Linked DNA regions of Sus scrofa: regions 2 and 3 are each linked to region 1. A link is a contact called in public Hi-C and HiChIP or PLAC-seq data. All regions are on one chromosome and are shown on one strand. The core of a region is the stretch at or near the end of the contact, and the rest is flanking DNA. Distances in the headings are between cores, read along the strand shown.

The links. Hi-C and Micro-C count contacts between places; a contact is called where the count stands out from the background. HiChIP or PLAC-seq counts read pairs in DNA pulled down with a chosen protein or histone mark.
Region 2: a Hi-C map of fetal skeletal muscle shows a contact between it and region 1, with 1.9 times the contacts expected there. The contact joins the enhancer-like site here to the promoter of MRPS27 in region 1. A contact is called at or near these places in 3 of 47 Hi-C or Micro-C datasets (embryonic fibroblasts, epiblast stem cells and fetal skeletal muscle) and 1 of 2 datasets of contacts at active chromatin or transcription factors (skeletal muscle).
Region 3: a contact with region 1 is called in an H3K27ac HiChIP or PLAC-seq map of skeletal muscle, with 5 times the contacts expected there. The contact joins the enhancer-like site here to the promoter of MRPS27 in region 1. A contact is called at or near these places in 1 of 5 promoter capture datasets (liver), 27 of 47 Hi-C or Micro-C datasets (adipocytes, adipose tissue, alveolar macrophages and 16 more) and 1 of 2 datasets of contacts at active chromatin or transcription factors (skeletal muscle).

The regions. Positions count from the first base shown.
Region 1 is chr16:48,640,012-48,644,655 of Sscrofa11.1, reverse strand. It overlaps MRPS27 (28S ribosomal protein S27, mitochondrial), which reads left to right and starts at 2,085. Exons shown (of 15, transcript XM_021076728.1): 1 at 2,085-2,300.
Region 2 is chr16:48,879,175-48,883,818 of Sscrofa11.1, reverse strand. The region is part of intron 2 of ZNF366 (zinc finger protein 366); the gene reads left to right. Among named protein-coding and RNA genes, the nearest start is that of TNPO1, 170 kb to the left of the region's middle. Within about 2 kb of position 1,853, at least 5 of the 83 cell types and tissues checked have an H3K27ac peak or open chromatin away from gene starts, as enhancers often do. A contact at or near this core is called in fetal skeletal muscle and skeletal muscle, where this site is marked.
Region 3 is chr16:48,773,232-48,777,875 of Sscrofa11.1, reverse strand. All of the region lies in intron 7 of ZNF366 (zinc finger protein 366), which reads left to right. Among named protein-coding and RNA genes, the nearest start is that of MRPS27, 130 kb to the right of the region's middle. Within about 2 kb of position 2,030, at least 4 of the 83 cell types and tissues checked have an H3K27ac peak or open chromatin away from gene starts, as enhancers often do. A contact at or near this core is called in skeletal muscle, where this site is marked.

The DNA.
Region 1 (4,644 bases), core at 836-3,335:
CGTTTCCCCCTCTGCATCTACAGAGGTGTTTTGCACATAAAAGGATTTCAACAGAGTGAAATGATCACTAACTTTTAAGTTATATCTACTCTTGCAAAGTGAAATGTGGAGTTCAGATGTCTGGGGGGATAAAAAGGTGTTAAAAAAAGACCCAAATGGTCCACATGAATAAAAGATGATACATTTGGGCCAGACCCGTGGTCCACGGACTTTGGCATTTTGACTCTGAGACAACAAAGGTGGGGGACCGGCAGGTGCATGGGAGCCCAGACCTGCCACCATCCCAGCTGTGTCCTGGTTGTCAGCTCTCAGCAGTGTCAGGAGTGAGCCTCATGCTGCTGCCCCTTTACTTGAGTCGGGTCACAGTAAGGTCGCCTCCCCCCCAGGCGGTGCAGTAGGGCACTGCCTTCACATGGGCCTCCCCGCACTCCGACCTCCGAGTGGGTTAGTCAGCTGACACAGAGAGATTTTGAGATTTTGTAGAGAGATATTTTGTTCTGCCCACTCGGCTCCACACTCCCAGAGGAGTTTGACCAAATGGCCATCAGCCAGGTGTTCTGCGATTTTCTTCACTTTATAAGGGAGATGAATCGTAGACTATATGTGGCGAATAGCATCTACTATAGGACGTCCCCCCAAGCTTTTTTTGGAACTGCTGGGCCTAAGCCATACCAACTCTGTGGGCCCCGTTTAGAGTAATGAACAGCTGGTTTCTTTCACCCCCATCAGTTGTCAGCTATACAGTCACACAGAATCTCCAGGTCCTTTTGGTGGTTCCCAAGAGGTTACCTATTCAACACTTCTGAGCAAGGGTTCTGCTCTTCCTCTGCTCCTGGGCCCTGGTCTCTGGCAGGGATGTCTTTCACCACAATCCCAAGCCCAATCCCATTATAATAATTAGTACCTGTGAAGTCTCAGTTTACATTAAAGGGTTGTGATAATGTAAACTTGACCTTTGACCTATTCCTAGAAATGGGCAATGACAAATACCAAATACCAGAATCCCCCTCACTTAAATGGAGAAAGTTCCAAAACTTAGGACCTTCCTGATGGTGGCAGGAAGAGGTAGTCAGGTTGCTGTCATTTGATTGATTTGACTAGGGTAGAAAGACAATGGAAATAATTGTGCCTAATTCCTTTTCACTTCTCTCACACACCCATGTGATTTCAGTAAAAAAGACAAATAGTTCCTTGTTTTTCTTCTTAATTTAGGAGACTCTTTTCCAAGTGAGACAAGGACCAGCTGTTTACCTTTCAGGAAAAGCCGGATGATAGCTTTCTCATCAATCATCTAGTTGATGCAACGCACACACTTGCACTGGTGTATTATCTGCAGAAGCTCATCCTCACGGTTTTCTCTCTTCTAAAAACATCCTTTCAACAGTGGATAATTTTTTAAAGGTTTTTGTGTTTTTGTTTTTTCCCTTTTTGGCTGCCCCAGAGCACATGGAGTTCCCAGCCAGGGATCAGATCTGAGCTTCAGCTGAGGGGCGACTCCAGATCCTTGACCCACTGTGCAGAGCAGGGGATGGAACCTGTGTCCCAGCTGCTCCAGAGACCCCACCAACCCCATTGTGCCATACTGGAAACTCCAATACTGGGTAGTTCTTAATCTGAGTGAAGGCAATATTCTGTATCTTCTCTAAAGTCTGCTGATAGCTACCTTGGCTGTCTAGCCTGCAATGTGGGCTTCGGTTCTCTCTGCATTCCAGAAACGGAAGATGCATCCGAACACTTGCACCTTTTAAAAATGGTGGCTCTTGGCGCCCTCTGCTGGCAACTCTTAAGTTCTTCAGCAGAGAGCAAAGCTTGAAGCTGGCCAGAGAGCCCTGAAAAAAATACCTATAAATTTGTGGTTGTGGGTGTGTGTGTGTGTGTGTGTGTGTGTGTGTGTGTGTGTAGAAATACTCATATATAAGTATGTATATGTATGTAAGCATGTACATTTTAACCTTTTTTGCTCAGAAACCCCTTTGAGGTTTGGCCGAATTAACAGCATAAAACCACGTCTCCTGAAAAGGATACGCATGCGCACGTGCGAACCCACGCACCCAGGTGCCCCGAGCACACGCGCACCACACACACAGCCGCTGTTAACTCCAGAGAGAGTTACAAACATGAGCTCTGGCGTCAGACTGCTGTTCTCACGCACTCCCCAGCATTATATCCATGGGCAGGTAATAACTTCTCTGAGCTGCAGTTTCGTCATCTGCCGAACTGGGGAACAGTCGCACATGGAGTTTTCCTGAGGATTAAATGAGATACTCTATACAAGTGCTTTGCATACGATCTGACCAGCGGTAAGTCTTATGTATTAGCTGTTTTTCCTTTATTTTATGAACTTTAGCTTATAAAGCCCTTTCATAGTTGTTGAATTCCCTGTCCCTGGAGCAGCGATGTGTCACAGAAACGATTCCGCTAATCTAAATTGGGAGTGACATTTCCCCCACCTTCTATGGTGTTATATGGGGGACAAACCCCCTGGTCCAGAAGCCTCGTGTTGAGTTGGTTGCCTAGTTTCTCGTGGCTTCTCAGTGAGCAGCATTCGTGCTGAATTATCTTTGGACGTGCCTGTGGCCATCCTGCCGCCGGCTATAACCAGAACATACTCCTTTGACTACCTGATGTTAATCCAGTAATTTCCAGCCGTGAACCTGAAGGTCACCCTTAATCCTCTTGAACCCTAGTGGCTACATGATGTGTCCCCCTAGGGTGCAGTAGGATACACCAGGAGGTTCTGCTGCCTGGTTGCCAGGCATGTGACTTGCATTCGTGAATTCAAAATCAAATCCAGCTGTGGATAGCAGCCCCTGATGGTGGGGAGGGGGGGTTGCTTCTTCCTTCTTGGTGATATCACTTGTAATTTGACACATGATCTTGCTGCCTGGGACTGAGGGAGGTTTGAGGGATTAGGTGATGCAGTGATGCTGGGCTCTTCTGGGTGAGCAGCTTGGCCTGACTTGGGGCGGGAGAGAGAGCGCTCAGGAAGGCGAGGGATGTAAGCATCATTAACCAGGCCATGCATGTCCCAGGCAGGCCTGCAGGTGAAACCCCAGGTTGCCCTGATGCCTTCTAGGCTGACTCTGGTTCCTTGCACATTTTCCTCTCTGAGCCTAATGAAATGAGGCCTTCTCCTATCCCAGCACACCAGCCTTGCAGGGTTTCAGCTGCAGGGCAGCGATAGCAGCCAAGCGTGGTGTTCTTTTTCCCTCTGAGTCTTCTTCCCTCAACCCTGCCTTTGATCATGGTGGCCGAGGTGCCTGGGAGGCCTTTGGAGGCCACAGGCCTCAGAAGGATCCCCTGCGCAAGGCAGGCAACTAGGGGTGGGGTGGGTTCGAGGTTCTGCAGGGGTTTGACCCTCTTTCGTTCGCACCTTGGAAGTTTCAGCTGGAACCCTTGTGCCCTTCCCCACTCCCCCTGCCCCCCAGTCGCTTCTGTCTCAGATTAGCTGAGTGCTTGGCCTTACGGGGGGGTGGGGTGGGGAATCCATGGCGTCAGAACTGGAAGATAGAGGGGCTCAGGCCCATATGTTAATGCCCCCTTCTTATCAGCCCGGGCTTCCCCTTCACTGCTTCTGGGCTCTGTCAGATCTAAAACGGAGGTAGAAAAAGCAACTGGTTGTGACAAAGTTGTGAGGTCCTTAAGCATATCATGGTAGACAGTCCACAGTAACTAAAATCTGCCATTCATTCATTCTTTCAAAGAATACTAATGGCCCATGATGTGTACGGTGTTATGCTGCAAAGGTACTTTGGGGTCATAGAAGACAAAGGTCGAACACTTCATCCTTCAGGAGACCCTGGACACACTAAAAAGTTCGGTAACAACACAAGGCAACGTACTTTATGGTCAAAATGAAGGACATAGACGATTGGTGCTGTGAAAGACCCAGAAAGGGTCCACTTCTTTGTGTGTGTGTGTGCGTGTGTTTGCACATGTGCATGCACATGCCACTTACTGTCTCTGCCACAGGGTGATGTGAGTTACCCCCTGGACTTATCTGTCCCACTTGGGATCATGAGGTCATTTGTACGGTCATCCATGTACTGGAGCATCTGTTCCTCCTGCAGAATGCAAGTCCATGAGAACAGAGGGTATTTTTTAATCCCCTTCCTTTTAACTCCATGTTAAGAATAAAAAATATTTCAATCAGAATGTCATCAACATTACTCGGTTTTTGTTCAGATATTTCTGAGGTAATGTCATTTAAGCCAGCCTCATTGCTTGATCCATTTTTTGTATGCAATACAGTCAAATAATTTCCTTTCAACATTTTTTTAATTTTTGCTTCTCTGAACTATTTCCACTGGGATCAACTCAAAATGATTGGGTTCACTACACATTTTTTATGCATAATGCATATCCAATTTTATTAATTTAGCTACTACCATTGTGGTTTTTTAAATAGCTATTTTATCTACTAAGTTTAATTTTCCCAAGTCAAATTTGTAGATAGAAATGTTATAACATAAATTTGAATCTTGGGTTAGTTTTGTTAAGCACTGTGCTATTTTGCCACCTGTTGCCTAATTTATGTGGATATGCATATAATTTGAAAACACTGAATAAATCTCTTTTTCATTGATCTTAAATCATAATGCCCTGAGACTCCTGATTCATTGAATCCAGGGCAGGGCTTGGGGT
Region 2 (4,644 bases), core at 604-3,103, 240 kb before region 1:
AATAGCAATAAGCATCATAGGAATTCAAGACAATGTAATTTCATGTAAGTTTAGAAATGATGTAATAATGTGTTTAAATAAATCTTAAAGCCAAAGGGAAAAAAATCCAAGAGAAATAACGAAGAGAAATAGATTGGTGGCATAAAGGCCCGTGGAAACATTTTTTAAAGAAAAACACAAAAAACTATTTTGATTTTTAACTTTTGTGCTGTCTGAAACTTGGGAAATCATTGGTAGAAAATTGAAATAAAACAAAACAACACAAAACAGAATTGGAATCAAATCTTCACCAAATCTGTTAGCCTATATAAGAGCCAAATGTAATTTTGAAACTTGATGCCAATGCCCAAGTGGTCCAAGTTACTGCCTTTGCTCTTTTTAATATGTTGGCTGATTATGGAGCTAATAATAAATATAATTCAAAATCACTGTTGGATCCTTTGAAGGTTGCTGCCAAATAACGTTTTGTGGAAGAATTTAAAAAAGTCCTGAGGGAAACTTCAAATGATATTTTAAATATTTCAGAATCAATAGTCATACTATTAGATTTACCTCAAGAAGTTCATAGTGATTATAAAATATCATATTAACTCAAGAAAGCACTCTAATTTCCCATCTCTAATAAATGTCGTCAGGGTAGTAATTGTCCTAATTACTTAATTTCTGCCTGGTATTGACCGAAGTTAAGTTTTTGTTCTGAAACAAATATGTGTCCAGAACAGAAGTACTCAAATTAATTAGCTATTGTTAAGCAATTTTATCCTTGGCCTTAGAAATGATGCCACTAAGACAAAGTGATTCTTTAGCAAAAACAATGTCATTCTGCCCAGACTTTCATTTTAGGACAGAGTTTCTGCAGTGAATTAATGGTCTCTGGAAATGGTGCAGAGCTACAATAACAGCTTTCTGGTTTTGATTATAAGGCAGAATGATTTCTGGTTTTCTATAATATTTGCATTGTGAATGGGATTCCATTTTTTCTCATTTAGATGCAGTGATCAGGTGAGAGAAATCTGAGCCCATTCCATCAAAGCCCTGTATTTGACTGGAATACAAATCACTTGATTCTGGTTCCTTGAGAAATATAGCTTATTTTAAAACAGAAAGAGTATTCACAGCAATGCACAAATGAGAATTTGAGATGGTGTTCAAGAAACCATGCACATTTGAACTGCAGTCCTCATATATTGCTCTGGGTTTCACGGTAGCTAAGAGCATATCTCTTTACCAAAATGCTTTCATAACCCTTTTCCAGGACATTTAGTTTTGAAAATCAAGTGTATACAAATAAACACAATTTAAACGGAGGTGGAGTGGTGGGATGTTATCCCACCATTGCCATGTTCATGATTCTAAGGTGGCTAATTGAGAGAAGAGGTATCAAAACCCATTGATTTCAGCAGACAGATGTGTGAAGAGTGAGAAAAATGGAGTGGTGAATTCTAATCTCCCTTCAAACCTGGGAAAATTACTGAAGTGTCTTTCCTTTACTTAATTTTCACCCCCTGAAAGTGCAATGATGATGTGTGTACCTAATTTCAAAGCCAATCAACATTTCTGGAAAAGGCTTTTTCAGAGAGATGATCCTCCATGCTTAATGATCAAAAAAAAAAAAAAAAAAAAAAGAGCAAATGACTCAAGGCTGAACTGAACTAGGCTTTCTTCAAAGTAAAGTGAAACCTCTTATTTAATTATTATTGTTTGTACTTTCAGTCAATTAGTGCCTCTTCCAAGCCCCTGACATTTCCTATATAGAAAGGTTTTTTATGCCAGTTTGACTTCACATTGAACCACACTTATCCCTCTCCCATGTGACTGTCCTAAAAATATTTGAAACAGCTGTCCTGATGCCCTTAAGTAGCCTTCCCTCCAGGCTAAACAAGTCTGGTTCTTCATAGGCCATGGTTTTAAGTGCTCTTATTTCCTAGCAGGATAGGTTTAAGTTTATAAAGCCTTTTCTAATGGTAAGATATTGGGATCAGAATATGAGGCTCGATTGTGGTCTGTCCATGCGGAATCTGGCAAGAGTTGTTGTTTCACATATTTGGCCTGCCATGGCTCTTTAAAGACAGCTGAAGTTGAATCAGTTATTTTTGGAGGCCACATCATATCATTGGCTCACATTGAACTTGGAGTCAATTAAAACTACAAGTCTTTTTTACATAGGCTCCTGCTAAGCCACTGTGTGTGTGTGAGCACGTGTGCGTGTGTGTGTGTGTGTGTGTAGCTATATATAGTTATTATCTGTTGAGTGCTTATTATGGGCAAGGAAATGTGCTAAATGCTTTGCATCTTTTGCATCTCATTTAATCCTCACATCAATCCAGTGATGTAGTAAGTATCCTTAGTCCATACTGTGGGTTGGCTGAAGCTTATACGAGTAGAGACTTGCCTAAAGAGGTCTGACTCCAAAGCAGGTGCTCTTGAACTTGATATTCAGCCTTCTGTACTGGCATGATGTTTTTGTTGCTAACCTTAGAAGGAGAATGCAGAGGACCCAACAACAAAGAGCAGAGCCATTAAATATTAGTCAGGTTGGACCTGCCCTTCCTTTTAGTCTGCTGAGATCTTTTTGGATCCTGGTCTTGCCCCCAAATATAATAGCCATTCCCTTAAAGCTCTATGCCACCCATGGATTTTATCAGCTGCCATCACTACTCTCATTCAAGTCATTGCTTCAAAAATTAGAACCAGGCCAAGGACAGAGCTTCCAAAATATTGGCATTGAACATCACTCTGATCAAATTATAAATTCATGTACTGTGATTGAATTCACATTTCCCCTCTCATCCATCATGAAGACCTGTCACATCCTTTGCTAAAATTCAAGTGCAGAATTTCTAAACCATGATTCTAAGGAGTCTAGCATTACTGCTACAGAGAGCAAGAAGGAGTGGTATGGCAAGATTTGTTCATTGTCAATCTGTGTTTTTTTTTTTTTTTTTTTTTTTTTTTTTTTTTTTTGGTCTCTTTGCCTTTTCTAGGGCTGCTCCTGCAGCATATGGAGGTTCCCAGGCTAGGGGGTCTAATCGGAGCTGTAGCCACCAGCCTATGCCAGAGCCACAGCAACGCAGGATCCGAGCCGAGTCTACAGCCTACACCACAGCTCACGGCAACGCCGGATCCTTAACCCACTGAGCAAGGCCAGGGATCGAACCCACAACCTCATGGTTCCTAGTCGGATTCGTTAACCACTGCGCCACGACGGGAGCTCCAATCTGTGTTATTTTAACTGATCATCATTTCGTGTGCTAAGTAAGGAAGCATGGTCCAGTCCTAACTCCCTATTCTAGACTCTGGTCTAGGACTGCTATCAAGGTAATCATGTTTCTAGTCTACAGCATCAGCCTTCTCCTCTTTGAACATTTGTTCTGCATTTCACCATGTTTAGTTTTCCTATTTTCAAAAGAAACACCAGAGACTGTGGTTGGGCGCCCTCATGTACAAATTTTTATATCTCAGAAGGCATTTTTTCTTGACAAGGAGATTGGGACACATTTAGAACACCTTACCATATTTTTTGAAGCTTTTTTCAGGTTGAATATAATTTTATTTTACAAAGGGGTGTAAAATAAAGTGGTTTTCCACTCCTTGATCTGCATTTTATTCCTTTTAAGCTATAGACATGCATTTGTCCTATCAGTAAAGCACAGTACATCATTGCTTCTCAGTTTTAGATCTTTCTTTCAAAACTGGTATTCCAATGTGTATACATGCCCTTCTGATGTAAAATGAAGATAATAATACAGGACTACCAGGATCCTAGGAAAACAACAGATTAGGAAGTAGAACTCATACTACCCTAGATACTTGCAAACTTTAGCATACAGTGTAACTCAGCCGAATGGAGAGAATAGAACTTTAATTTTTTAATAATTAAATGTCAAACCCTTATACCAACTTGAGTCTGATATGAAAACTTAAATTGTTTCTCTAGGAAATAATGTCATTGGAATAAAAACAATTAGTCTCTGAAGGTTGCTTTCATTATTCTTGCTTCTTTCCCTAAGATGACAGTCAAGTTGGAGGAGGGGTTATGTGTCATTGTGCACAGATAGCATCACTGGGCTCATGCTGGTTCTCTGTTTATACTGTTTCCTTCTTGACTGGCCTCTAATGTAGTGGCTTGGCCACACTTGGTTTGTGGCTTTCTGGGTGCTCTAGTGGCCTCCAAATTTGCTGCATATGAACATGTGAGCCATTCTTTTGGTTTGTATGTGCGCCCCAGAAAGATAAGCCATATCTGCTGATGACTGAGCTATCTTTTAGCTCTCGCAGGAGGCAGCCCTAGGGTTTCTGTGACTTCTCCATCCAATACCCTGGGCTGGTGGTTTGTCCCAGCCTCTGTTTCTAGGTCAGCTTGTCCCCCAACACTGGGCCTCGTAACTGGTGCTCAATTAAATATTCATCCCATGCAGGAGCTGGGGTTATCTCATAAGTGCCAGTTAGACTTCTCTTTTTGTGGTTGTGCATTTTGAACTCTACTCCCAGAATCCACCGTGGGAACTGAGCGAAGATAACTTTGCCCTTGGTGCTCCCTCAGTGTATCTAAACCCCTCTTCTGCAGGCCAAGGCTCATAGAGAAGTTAGGAACAGGTCTTCCTGTTTACCCCTCTGACTTCTCTCAGTTCTCCACTCCCTTTC
Region 3 (4,644 bases), core at 781-3,280, 130 kb before region 1:
TGTTTTCCCCAAGTCTAGAACTCAAACCCTGAGTTCTGCTCTATCCCTCAGCTCACCTCTCCTGGGCCAGCTTTGAGAATGCCACCAGCCTGTCGGTAGCACCACTGACTGTGTGCCAGAAGAAAGGGAACTCTGTTGGGTGAATGCTAAGAAATGTAGGCCTGGGCTGCATGGGAGGACAGTGATGGGAAGGCAAGCGGACCAGGGGGTGGCACAAAAGCAGGTAGGCTCCCCGCTTTGGAGGCTCTAGAGCTGGGGGATGGGGTAGGACCTGGTAGAAGGCGTTGCTGTTCAAAAGTGTGAGTCTTTTATAAGCCAGCTCTTTGTGTGCCAGGCACTGTCTATATTCACTCCCCAGCAAACTCTTGTCACACAACATACCAGCATGGCTTTCAGACTTTGCCACCCATGACCCCTCTAGGCACTAACATGGTCCCTGCAGCTCCTGATAGCCCTTTCTGTCACGACCAGATTTAGACTAGACCTCACAGGTCTTCATCTGTTTCCATTCTTGCCCCTCCACAGCCAGCCACTCGTCAGCCAGGCTTTCTGACATGCAAATCTGACCATGTCCTGCTCCTGTGTAAAATCTTTAATGATTTCCCATTCATTTTAGGATCAAGTTCAGAATCTGAATGTGGACCTCCCAGCTGCCCTTTGCAGGAGCTGCTGCCTCCCCATCTTTGCCTGGCATATGCCTGCTCCTTCTTCAGGTCTCGGTTTACGAATCATTTTCTTAGGAAGAACTTTCCCTGACCTTTTGTCCAGATTTGGTACCTGAGTACAAGCTCTCCTAACTGCTAGATTTCCTCTTCAGAGTAGTGGCTGAAATTGTAATTGTTTAAACATCCAAGCATGATTTGTTTGATTGAAAGTGACTCTTCTCTACCAGGAAGTAAAATTCATAATTGCATCACCCACACCTAGCATGGGGCCTTCTGGTCCATAAGACATGCTCACTAAATGGTTACTGAAAGAGCCTCTGTGCTATACGTTTTTACTGTTTTTATTATAAAACATGTTCTCCAATTCTAGGGACCAGTTTTTACTATGTGACAAGCAGTGTTTATTCAGAGGGCAGGGTAAATTAGCTTCGTGGTTGAAATAAGGCTCTGACCCAGAATCCCCTGGGCTTGAAATCTTACTAATTGTGTGACACTGGGAAGTAGTGTAACATCTCCCTGCCTCAGTTTCCTCATCTAGTAAAAAAGAGGAGGGAGTTCCCGTCATGGCTCAGTGGAAACAAACCTGACTAGTATTCATAAGGACACAGGTTCAATCCCTGGGCACCCTCAGTGGATTAAGGATTCAGCATTGCAGTGAGCTGTGGTGTAGGTTGCAGATGCAGCTCAGATACGTGTTACTCTGACTGTGGTGTAGGCCGGCGGCTACAGCTCCAATTCGACCCCTAGTCTGGGAACCTCCATATGCCATGGATGTAGCTCTAAAAAGAGAAAAAAAAAAAAAAAAAGGGAGGATAAAAGGCAATAATAGCACCTACTTCATAGGGCTGTTGTGCTGATTAAATAAGTTGTGATACGTAGAGTCTTTAGAACAGTGCCTTGCACATGGTGTGTGAAAGATTTTAGCTCTTCTTTATTCCTAAGACTACAAAAAATAGGTGTTATTATCTCCACTTGTCGAATGAGGAAACTAGATGCATAAAATAGACTTTCTTTAGTAACTTGTTTGTAATCCTTCATGTCATCTTTTCATGCTTAGAAAAAAAAAACTAAAAAAGAAAGAAAGAAATGAATGTTCTCACATTTGGGGAGTTGGGAGTTGGAGGATCTTAGGGCTTGGCAAGATGAAGAGAATAAATCAAAGAAACAAAGGAAGTTTCAAAGCAGTTTTGGGCCCAGAACTTGGCCATCTCTTCTGCACATTCGTATAATGAAACGTCGCCTGTCTGTGAGGAGCCCACACGAGGAAGGGGAGTCCCAATTTCCACAGAATCTGGAAGGGACATGGGGAGGCAATGGAGCGTGACTCAGAGTGGCAGGAATTAGCATCTCCTGGTTGCAGCAGGAAGTGAGAGCTATGTCTACCAACCTATTCCGAAGCTCCTCGGGAACTCTGCCAGTATCTCCAAAGGCATCACCATGTCCTCAAACTGAATCCATTTGAATTAAAGAAAAAAAAATGTATGCCATGCGTCCCATGTGAGAGGAAGTGGGTGCCAAGAAACCAAACAAAAGGTTGTGAATCACTGGAGTGGACAATCCTCCTGGAGAGAAATGAGTCTTGCACCAGGCTTTAAAAAGACATTACATCTGGCAGGGACGAGAATATTCCTGGCAGCCCATTGGTAATGGCCCTGAAATAGAAACAACACAAACATCGTCTTCAGTAGAGTAGATGTATAAATTGTGGTACAGTCACAGAATGAAACACTCTCCAGCAATGACAGTGACTGAGCCACAACTACACTCAACAGTAGGGGCAAATCTCACAAATAGATTGCAGTGCCATTTGTTATGTAAATGACGTGATATGCATCTGTGTCAGCTGTGAGAATTTAGGAACCTGTGACGCTTGAGGTAGAGGCTGGAGGGCCACTGGGGTGGGGGGGGACTCCTGTTCTGTGTCTGTTATTCAGTTGTGTTCATTTTGTAAAAGTCCACTGACGTCTACACTTATTTGTTTGTGCACTGTTCTGAACATAGGTTATATTTCAATCCATTCTTCACTTCCCCACCCTCCATGGCCAAGGGTTAAATCAGTCAGTAGGTAAACAGATAGCCCTAGGGTTCTGGATAATCAGAAGCAGGAGATGCTTCAGAAATGGGAAGACATTTTGAGTAGAGCTCATGTTTCTGCAGTGCTGGGTCTGAGTCTTGGGTCACTGCTCTTGTCTCATCGAATTTTAACCTTGGTTTTTCTCCTTGTGCCCTGAGCTTGCAGCCCTCTCTCTCTAATGAAATGATCTCTATAATATCCAATGCAATGTGGAGCTCACCTGCTCATCTCCTTTTACACATGCCTTTCCTCAGTTGTCTGCAGTACAAACATCCATTCATCATCCGTCAGAATCAGAATCACTCATGAGATGGCTGGAGAGGAAGCCTCACCAGCCCGAGTCACCTGGTGAGACCTCTCTCCTGTGAAACCTGATGGGAAGGACTTTGGAATTTCAGCTTCTAGACACCCAGTGGGTAGTTTTACAAGTTTTAGAGGATCCTTTCCATATGCTTGGCAGAGCAGGGAAAGAGGGAGAAGCCTGTTCTGTGAGCCTGCCAGGAGGGTTACAGTGAGCTGTGTGGATGGAAGAGCTTGGCACAGGCAGGGCTGAGAATCCCTGTTGAAAAACTGTGACGGACTTAACCTAAGACCTGTGCGGCTTGCCAGTATTTTGAAAACCTGGAGATCGCCTTCCAGCTTTTCCAGAGGTGATGTCGCCACCAGCTCCCAACTGGCTGCGTGACATCAAAGCCATCCAGCTCGGAGGGCACATGTCCCCATCCAGGCTGTCTTTGGGCGGGTCGGCCGCCTTGGAGAAAACAACACGCCTCAACGTGACGGCCCCCACATTCTGCAGACTTGAAAGGGAAATCCTTTGGATTCTGACGGGGCTCCTGGGGCTCAGCCCTGGCCTTGCCCTGAGGCTGCATGAGGTGTGCAAATATGGGAAGGGCTGCGTGCTGCTGTCCTTGCTTCCCCAGCTGATCAGAGACATTTGCATCCTGAGCTGCTTTGTTCTTTGAGTCCCCTCACTGCCTCTGCTGCCTGGGGCCTCTGAAGCCCAGCCCAGCCTTTCCCTCCTTCTCCTCCCTCGCCCTCCCCTCCCGCCCACCTGCTCCCACTTGTTATTGTTCATTTCAGCAGCTCGCCTCCTGATCCTCATGATCACTCACAGGTTTGCCCCCAGAATTGCTGCTGCTTCCCAAGCCTCCATTCCCACCCCTCCCCCACCCCGTTCCTCATGCTCTTCTCTTGCTTTCTTAGATTTTCATTTTCGTGTTCCTTCCCATTTCTACAAAGGCAGGATGTAGAGGAAGGCCAGCAGAGGGCAAAGAGCACTAGAGCTATGAGCCTTTGGGTTTCAGTCACTGATGTGTGTGACCTTGGGCAAAGGGTGGAGACTCTTCTCTGGGTGTCGGTGATCCCATCTGTAGATGGGGTTGGGTCCCCCATGCCAGGGATCCAGTGCCGTGTGTTGTGCCAGTATTGGTGGCATGGGCATGCAAAGAAGAAGACTCTGAACTGGCTCGTACAAACTTACTGAGTAATATGTTCTCTTTGACACACACACACACCTTCTGATAGAGATAGATTGATAGATAATTAATGGGGGAAGAAAACTGTATAAATGAATGATCTTATAGCCCACAGGATCCAATAAAAGTCTTACAGAGAGACTGAATCAGAATCCTTTCCCTGAATTCACTTGAATTGCTCCTTGTGTTCAGGTGTAACTCTCCACCCCATTTTTTCACAATTGGGTGAAATAAGGAAGCACTTAAAGCTGTTTTTCTTTTGCTACCACAAAGATCTGCAAAACTGCTGGTTCCTGTTCTTGGTGAAAAATTGTCTTAACCAGATGAAAGAGGAGCATAAGACACCCAACACAAATCAGAGAATTTTAAACCATGTTTACCTCTAATACGACAAACCCTAAACAGAGCTCACACCTGCCCACACAAC